Regions from separate parts of the Zea mays genome. Here all the other regions are linked to region 2. A link is a contact called in public Hi-C data. All regions are on one chromosome and are shown on one strand. The core of a region is the stretch at or near the end of the contact, and the rest is flanking DNA. Distances in the headings are between cores, read along the strand shown. Region 1 holds the start of LOC103626410 (anaphase-promoting complex subunit 2). Region 2 holds the start of LOC103626409 (ARM repeat superfamily protein). Region 3 holds the start of LOC103626411 (putative disease resistance protein RGA3).

Region 1 (2,700 bases), core at 67-2,566, 170 kb before region 2:
GTTTGGTATTGCCTCCTATATGCTAGATTGCTATATATATCAATATTATATACATAGGTCCTGCAAATATGCAGGAGCGCTGTAGGGACGACCAGGTCGACTAGGACCCGATTAGTCGACCTAGTCGTCGTCCTAATCGTGATTAGTCACCTGGTCGCCTAGGTGTATCGACTAGCAAGTCGCCCGACTTGAAATCATTGGTAGCACATACTTATAGGAGAAAATAAGTAGGAAACAAGACACCCTCTCTTTATAAAGCTGAAATTTCCATTCTAAACATTTCAAAATAAAGGAGATTAGGTTTTCCATAACTTACACAGAACTTAATTCTGTCTACGGTTGAGGCACTGCAATAAGGATGAAAGTGCTGCCAGAACTTCTTGACTGCATGGTTTCGAAATGTTTCCTGCACCAACAAGGACAGGTTGACAACAGAAATCGAATAAAATAGAAAAAAATTGAAAACATGAGGAACATTTTAGCGATGAAATGAAAGTTAAGAACTTGAAAAGAATGCTGAGCGCGGCATTTGTAAATCCTACAGTCCAGCACTGAGATTTCATTTGGGCGCCATTTCCATAAACACCCGAGCTTAAGACAGGATCCCAATTCCATCCTCGCGTATGGCCCCCAGCCATTTGGTGCAGGCATTCTCACAAACACCTAGTATGCAGCAAAGGCGTACCTTCACACCATGAAACTATCATCGATCCACCGCCCAAATCTCCACCCGAATACAGGAATAGAAAACCAGCCCGTCAGCAGTTGTGCGTGCTCGATCGCGCGCGAGAGAGAGTAATAGGGGACGGGGAGGAGAGGGAACGGTATGGACCTCGAGGGAGTGGAGGAAGTAGTCGCGGACGAGCGTGGCGAGGCCGCGTGTGCAGAGGTCACCAACGACGGGAGCTAGGCGTGGGCCGACGGCGAGATCACCGTCTCCGGCGAGAAGCTCGTTGGAAAGAGTGCAGAATTGAGCCCACGAATCGAGAGCGCCGTCGGCGTCCTCACGCTCCATGGCCTGGCGGGCACAGCTAAGCGAGCGGGAGATGCCCCCAGAGTATTACTTACTCTAGAAATGTCATAGCCTGCCGGCACCTCGCACAGCCTCAGGTGCTCCCAGACGACCTGTCCTCGCTGACCTCGCACGACAGCCCACCTTGCCGCCGCAGCCTCGAACGTGCTGGCCGCCGCCGCGGCGTCCCGATGGTGCGACAGTTGAGTGCTCGAGTGCTAGGAGCGAGGGGAAATTTTGTGATGTGGGCTCATTTTAGGTTCATCCAGGCCTACTTGCCCATTTGAGCTAGAAAGACGCGTGGGTTGAGCAACGGCCCACGGACTCCTCTCTCTCTTGACCCGAGCCGCTGCAGCAACAGCAATAGACTAGTTCGAGCGCCACGTCAGTCAAAAAATCTTAAGAGCATGACCAACATTGCTTTAAAACAATGTACTATCTTAAAATAAAGCCTTGACCCATAAAATAACTTTAGATCTAATTTGGATACTCTAGTATTGACCTCAATCTACATGTATTGAGGTGTAACTTAAACTAATTTACACTCTAATCCACCTCAACACATGTGGATTGAGATCAATACTAGAGTACCCAAACAAAGCCTTAAGGGTTAGTTTGAAAATCTTGTTATCCTAAGGAAATTTTATTTTCCCTTGAGAAATTAGTTCATTTTTTCCTAGGAAAATAGGAATCATTAGGAAAAAAATTGAGCTCCCAAACTAGTCGTAAAGGTATCTATTTTACAATTTTTATAAAAAATATAGAGCATATTATGAAGTGACTCAAATATACTACTGTTGAACACCAAAAGTGACGTACGGTCCGGCCCTAGGGTTCGGATGGTCCATGCCCTCGTGATCAGATTGACTCGGACGATTATCATTATCTCGTGCATGGTTATCCATCTAATCATGTGAGGTCTATTGGCTATCGCGCTAGGAACGGGTCTAGACCTCCCTTATATATATGAAGGGGTATGACCGATTGAGAGCCCCCGAACTCATTCCAATTGAACCAATTTACTTTCTATTGGTCACTTGTTCTCAAATGTTGTGAATCAAGAACAAGGCAACACAATTGTTAAGCATTAAGGACATTCGTCCTCCGAATCATTACCTCCTCTATGATATAATGATCATCGGACGAAGGTCATGAATGACATGTCTTCATCATTTCATGGATAAATAAGAATATGTAAAGATGAAGAATATAATTCATTGGTTCGTTCACATTTATATTTCATAATATACATATGAATATTAACAAAGTCTATATTACATTGATACATTCAGCTTGTTCGAAGGTGTTGACGCGAGAGTGATGACAATCTAGCGTGAACAGTACGGCGCTACTGCTCATCTATTTATAGGCACGGGACGCAGTCCGGGTAAAAGTACATTTATGTCCTTGACATTTACTTGTGATCGTAACATAAATTATTAAGGACTAGCTGGTCTTTTTCCCTTCCGATCATCATCATGTTTGGTCTTCATCACCATTATAAGTCGAAGCTATTACTCTTCGGTTATAGCTTCGACGTCCATTCTTATCATCTTCGGATTATATCTTCACATCGTATGCCTTTGCCATGGGAGAAAACTTTCATCCTGAAGCTGAAGCTCCTGTAATAATTCATACCATGTTAAAAACATATGGTTAATGTTTTTTAGACCTTCGGAAGAGGAAGG
Region 2 (2,700 bases), core at 94-2,593:
GTAGATCGGCTAATTTATTGTCGATGTGCGTCGGAGGTTGTGGTTGCTTAGGGTACGTGTCTATCGGCATCCCATATAGGGGTTGTGACTGGTCGTGATAACCTGTAGCTAATGAATTACACGTGTTTTCTCCCAATTCAACCACGTGTGAAGGAAAATTTGCAACAATGGATTTATCAAATGCACGTACTAGCCTTTTATAATCCTTTTGTATAGCTCCTACGATATGTTGCATTTGCTCTCACTGTTCATCTATGTAAGCTTTTAGAGATTGGAGCTCATTGGTGTTACTTACATTGGGAATATCCATTATGGGTTGGAGCGAAGCCAGATCAGTCGCCCGTTGCCGAACGACCTTGTTGTTCTTGTCCACCTTGAAGTTGGCTAGGAACTTCGCCTTTTCTTCTGGGATCAGCTGCTCCTTGTGCTCCTCGAACTGGAGCTGTTCGTCAGCCGACAAGGTTTCCTAAGTCGGCTCTATGATATTACCGGGGGAGATGTCAGAGTTATCCCTCGAACCGGCCACTGAGGGCCGATCTGATAGGTCTATATGTGATGTCCCCAACGGAGTCACCAAAAAGTGTGTTGGCGCCGATCCGGACGCCAATCACTACGTTGAAAACCAGCGGCGGTGCTCTCTGCACAGGCGCAGACGGTCCGCGGCCAGGGGCCGAACGATCCGCGACCTGGCGCAGGGCTCGGGTTTCCTACCTGATGGGCCGGACGGTTCGCGTCTATAGGCCGGACGGTCCGCACGTGCGCAGGGGTGGCGGAGTTCGCCGACGGCGCCTGAACCTCACTCTCGGGAGGGACCCCGTCGGAGAGGAGAGATCTTAGGTGTTGTCTAGGGTCAGCAGACCGACCTAGACACCTCTAATCGACGTAGAGCCGAAGAGAAGCAGAGAATTTGGGGATTGAGAAGCTAAACTAGAACCACTCATAATGCCTAAGATAAAAACGAGAGATAAACTGATTATTGATTCGATTGTTGATGTTTAATCGGACGTATTCCTCTATATTTATAAAGAAGGGTGCTGGACCCGTTACAAATAAATCTTCCGAGTTAATTCCACGAATCTAGCTAACAACTGTAGCAAGAAACTCGGAACCCTAACTGACTCTGTGCGCGCGCGAACCGTCCGCACGGTCAATTTGTTCCAAAAGATATAAATATCGAGATTGGCTTAGGGCCCTCCAAAACCTAGAGCCGGCCCTACCAATATCAGTAGAAGTTTTGATGAATACATAGTATTGTTAATTGTACTGTTCATATGATGAAGTTTAAAACAGGAGATATGATAATATGATGAGATAAGATAAGTAAAGATATCTTCAACAGATTACCTATTTTCATATATGTATTCTAACTCTACTCCGTATATTGTTGTATGGTCTAAGCTGCTGGCGACGGAAGAGCGAGGAGGAGGTTATGGCGGTCTCAACTCTCAAATCTGCTAGCGCGCGCAAACACGCACACGCACGAGTTCCTGTCCTGCCTCCCTAAATCTGGAAGGGCGGGCCCGATGCCTGCCTCGCCGCCGAGTATGCGGAAGTCGCGCCCGGCGGTCCTAGAACCCCGGCCGCACGCACGAGCGAACGGCGGGACGCCACCATCCCTCCCCTCCCCTCACGACCACCCACCCAACCCCCGCTGTCACCGCGCCACCGAGGGCAGAGCCGCGTCGCGAATAACCGTGGGGGCGTGCGCGCGTGCGTGCCTCTCTCCGTCTCTCCCTCCCCGCCCGCCCCACCTCCACCCCCCACCCCGGCGTGCGTCGCGTCTCTCCCGGCCGGAGGCGGAGGAGCGGAGCTGCGGAGGACGACCACCGGCGCGGACGCAGGCGTCCCGCATTCCCCGACCCGGCCCCGCCTGACCCCCGTTGCCACGGCAGCTCGGTCCGACCCGACCAACTCGTAGGCCAGCAGGCGCCACGTAGAAATGTAACGCTCGCACTCCATCCCACTCTTCACCCGCCGTTGTGTCGATTCTGGTGTGTGCTAACGATAGGGATCGCTGGGGTGGTTTGCGGGTGCTCGATCGTGTCCTCAGCTTTGGTTCCTCGCTGCGTCGACGCTGATTGATCATCGAATACTGGTTATCAGTTTTGCAAATTTCTGGATGGTTTCAGTTCTGGTATCATCTTTGTGCGGCTGTCTTCAGTTTTAAATCACTGTCTGTCTGCTTTCATGTTGATTATCGTTTGTTGGTTCAGTTCTTACTGATTCACTCGAAATCCTTTTGAAGTCTTTCCCCCACTTTGGTCAACTCGTTTTTGCATTGTTGTATTCTGGATCACGAAGAGTTTCTCACCGATGCCATTTGCACTGACAGACACGTTCTTCAATTGTTAACGTACAAGTATTACGATGGTATCACTCTGCTATTTCTGCCCCGGGCTCACAACGCGGTCCCGGATGCCCGTGAAGCGGTACAAGAAGATCCTTGCTGAAATCTTTCCCAAAACACAGGTCGGGACATGCCACATCCGTTTTTCTTTTGTCAAATATATGAGCATGTTGACACTTGAACTGTGTTGCTGATTTATTTATCTATCTATGAGCATGTTTATTCCTGTTGTTGCAGGATGAAGAGCCTAACGAGAGAAGGATTGGGAAGCTGTGCGAGTACGCTTCGAAAAACCCTCTTCGAGTGCCAAAGGTTCACCCCTTGCTCCCTCATTGGAATTTTGTTGTTTCCAT
Region 3 (2,700 bases), core at 69-2,568, 190 kb before region 2:
AAGCCAAAGGTCCTGAGTTCGATGAAGCCTCTATGTAGAATGTACCACGGAATTAAGTCTTGGCTCGGTTACTACCCCACTCATATGGGAGCCGGCAGCACTGGGCCTGTCGAACTGTGAATGAAAATCGTTTAAACAGTGATTTAGCATGAATATCTGCAATTCCCAACCATCTTATCCACTGCAATGAATTGCAGTGCATACAACCCAAATTACAAATAAAAAAACAAATTTCTGATTAACTGATCACTCATTACACTGGTGCTTAATTTCGTGTGCATAATGCAGTTTCCCAGTTATTAGTTCATGCTGGTTACCTTTAGCGTCTTTTCCCAGAAGACGCGGGGGCAAGAGCCAAAGATTCCGAGTCTCTGAGTCAGGTCAAGCTTTGTTATCCACCCACAGATTGTTCCTTACTTATCACTGAAGCAAAAGGACAAAGGTCCCTAGTAGCTAGCAGGAAAGAGGTGTAAGAAAGTATAGGAGAGAAGAACGACAGAGCATAGTGGAAGACAGATGTGGACTCCTGTGACTCCTGTCTCGTGCCTAGGCATCTAGGAAAGATGACGAGACGGAAATTTCGCTGGACTGTTACAGCTGAGTGGAGTCAAAGCTAATCGCCAACCGCGTGGAAACAGTCGAAAATGCCTCTGCGATGAGCACGTCAGTGAAATCAAGCAGATCGAAGTCTGCGAGCTACAAACAAAAACGCAGCATCCGGCCTGGCGGCCCCGTTGCATGCTTCCCTCCAGGAGAATCACTGGTTTGCTCGGTTTCCCGTCACTTGCATTTTGTTCGATCCCTCTATTGTTACACGGAAGAGATGAACGCGGAGTGGGATAAACCTGAGCAGGAACGGACCTCGTCGACGAATGCGGGGCGGCGCGGCGCCAGCGAAGCTTCTCCTCGACTAGGCAGTCCCATCCCTACCGATGGATGTTTGGACTGGACTTGGGGCGCGCGCGCGCACACACACAGAGTCATCGGTATCCCAACCCTCGACCACGGGAGCGTCCCTCGCTCTTCCCGGCCATGGTGCAGCCGGCGAGAGGATTCGTCGCGGCGCCAGTTTCGTTGGGCCCCGAGTGGCGCGTGCGTGGGCCTGCAGCCCGCAAAATGTACTGGAAAGTGGGCTAAACAACGGTTTCCCATATCTGGATTAAGATTCCAGGATGCGCGTTACAGTAGTTTTCTATAAAGACAACATAGTGTAAAAATAATTAAGGTGTTAATACAGTAACATTGAATCTTGTTCATCAAATTCAGCATCTATGACTTAGTGCAATATCATCTCCTCCTAAACTATTTTCTAAAGAACTAAGTCTTCGTATGATAGGATGTGCGTGGGATTTAACTCAATCGTAGATAGTGAATCTGATGGACAAGACTTGGTGTTAGTATATTAGTGTGCTAATAGTTTTTACACTAAATATGCTGTTTTTTTAATTCAAATCTATTTTTCTAATGATAAGGAAAGGAAGTGTTATTTGGTGTGGACCTTCACTCTCTGTTTTATAAAGATGTTTTATAAAGATACGATTCTCATTTCACATCTTTATAATAAATTAGTTGCATAGCAGATCACAAAGTGTATTATTAGGTTATCTCTAGTAGCTTAACCATCATCATCCATATATTTAAACTTTACTATGTAAACAGTATAATCTACAGTGCAAACCAGTTTTTTATGATCATATGAGTAAACTGTTGTAGACTGTCTTATATTTTATGATGTCAACTAGTTCTCATACAGTTAAAAATAATATCATTAATCACCCTATCATTCTTTATCATGGTCCAAATCACTACCTTAGCATTTTTATTATTATTGAAACTATCCACATCGTCACATAACTATTCACGTATTGGATAGGGGTGTAACAATAGCAATAATAACTTGCGATAGTGAATGCTAAGTGCTACAAGGTTGATTCCAACCATTCCTACTCTCATTTCCCTCTATTCATACTTTCTATTTATTTTTAAATACATCCCCTCTTTTATTACTCTCCCTATTTATCTTATCCAATCATTTCCACTATTTGGCTTCCCTTTATGTTTTAACTAAGCTATTTAACTCATATACAATAAATTTTTGGAGTTAAAAAATGTACGATATTCGTATTTGTGCTATTGCAATACGCATTGTTTTCTGGTTAAGAAGTTTAGAATAGATTAATTTCGTAAATAATCACAGTCATTAACAAATGAGAGATTACATCTCCTACATCCGATGAGATTTTTCTCTCACCTAATATTCCATGGAAAGGGACTTAGGGAGATGACGTCGTTGGACGGCTCATCCCCGTTCGTACACGTGGAAGAGGGGAGAGGGAGTCGTAGCCTGACGTCAGCATCTGCCTCTAGCAAATTGTGTATATAGATCTTGTTTGGGACAATTTTAGCTCAAAAAAATTGATAGAGTTGGTATAACAAATCAGATGCTTCAGAAAATCGTGAATCTAGAGTTATAAGACTTTAAAAAACATTTAGTTAAATTATTTTATTTATTATTTAGATTATAAATACTTTAAAACTATTTAAATAAACTGACATAAACTACAGCTCCATACTGGATCTAGAACCTAGAGCCATCTCAAATACCTCCATAGTAACACCTTCATAGTCATTGTTTACATAATGAAGTTTAAAATAAAGGAGGATGTGAGATAGGATATGTAAGCTGCCTCTGAACCCGAT

The links. A called contact is a pair of places that touch in the nucleus more often than the background predicts.
Region 1: a contact with region 2 is called in a Hi-C map of leaf, with 2.6 times the contacts expected there. The contact joins the promoter of LOC103626410 here to the promoter of LOC103626409 in region 2. A contact is called at or near these places in 10 of 25 Hi-C or Micro-C datasets (bundle sheath, ear, endosperm and 3 more).
Region 3: a Hi-C map of leaf shows a contact between it and region 2, with 2.2 times the contacts expected there. The contact joins the promoter of LOC103626411 here to the promoter of LOC103626409 in region 2. A contact is called at or near these places in 8 of 25 Hi-C or Micro-C datasets (bundle sheath, ear, endosperm and 3 more).

Annotation. Positions count from the first base shown.
Region 1 is chr5:59,042,243-59,044,942 of Zm-B73-REFERENCE-NAM-5.0, reverse strand. LOC103626410 (anaphase-promoting complex subunit 2) reads right to left here and starts at 1,316. Exons shown (of 16, transcript XM_008646815.3): 1 at 833-1,316; 2 at 317-406. The coding sequence starts at 1,015.
Region 2 is chr5:58,870,926-58,873,625 of Zm-B73-REFERENCE-NAM-5.0, reverse strand. LOC103626409 (ARM repeat superfamily protein) reads left to right here and starts at 1,343. Exons shown (of 20, transcript XM_008646814.3): 1 at 1,343-1,941; 2 at 2,333-2,469; 3 at 2,585-2,659. The coding sequence starts at 2,368.
Region 3 is chr5:59,059,850-59,062,549 of Zm-B73-REFERENCE-NAM-5.0, reverse strand. It overlaps LOC103626411 (putative disease resistance protein RGA3), which reads right to left and starts at 1,318. Exons shown (of 8, transcript XM_008646817.4): 1 at 862-1,318; 2 at 1-114. LOC103626410 (anaphase-promoting complex subunit 2) reads right to left here. Exons shown (of 16, transcript XM_008646815.3): 16 at 2,571-2,700.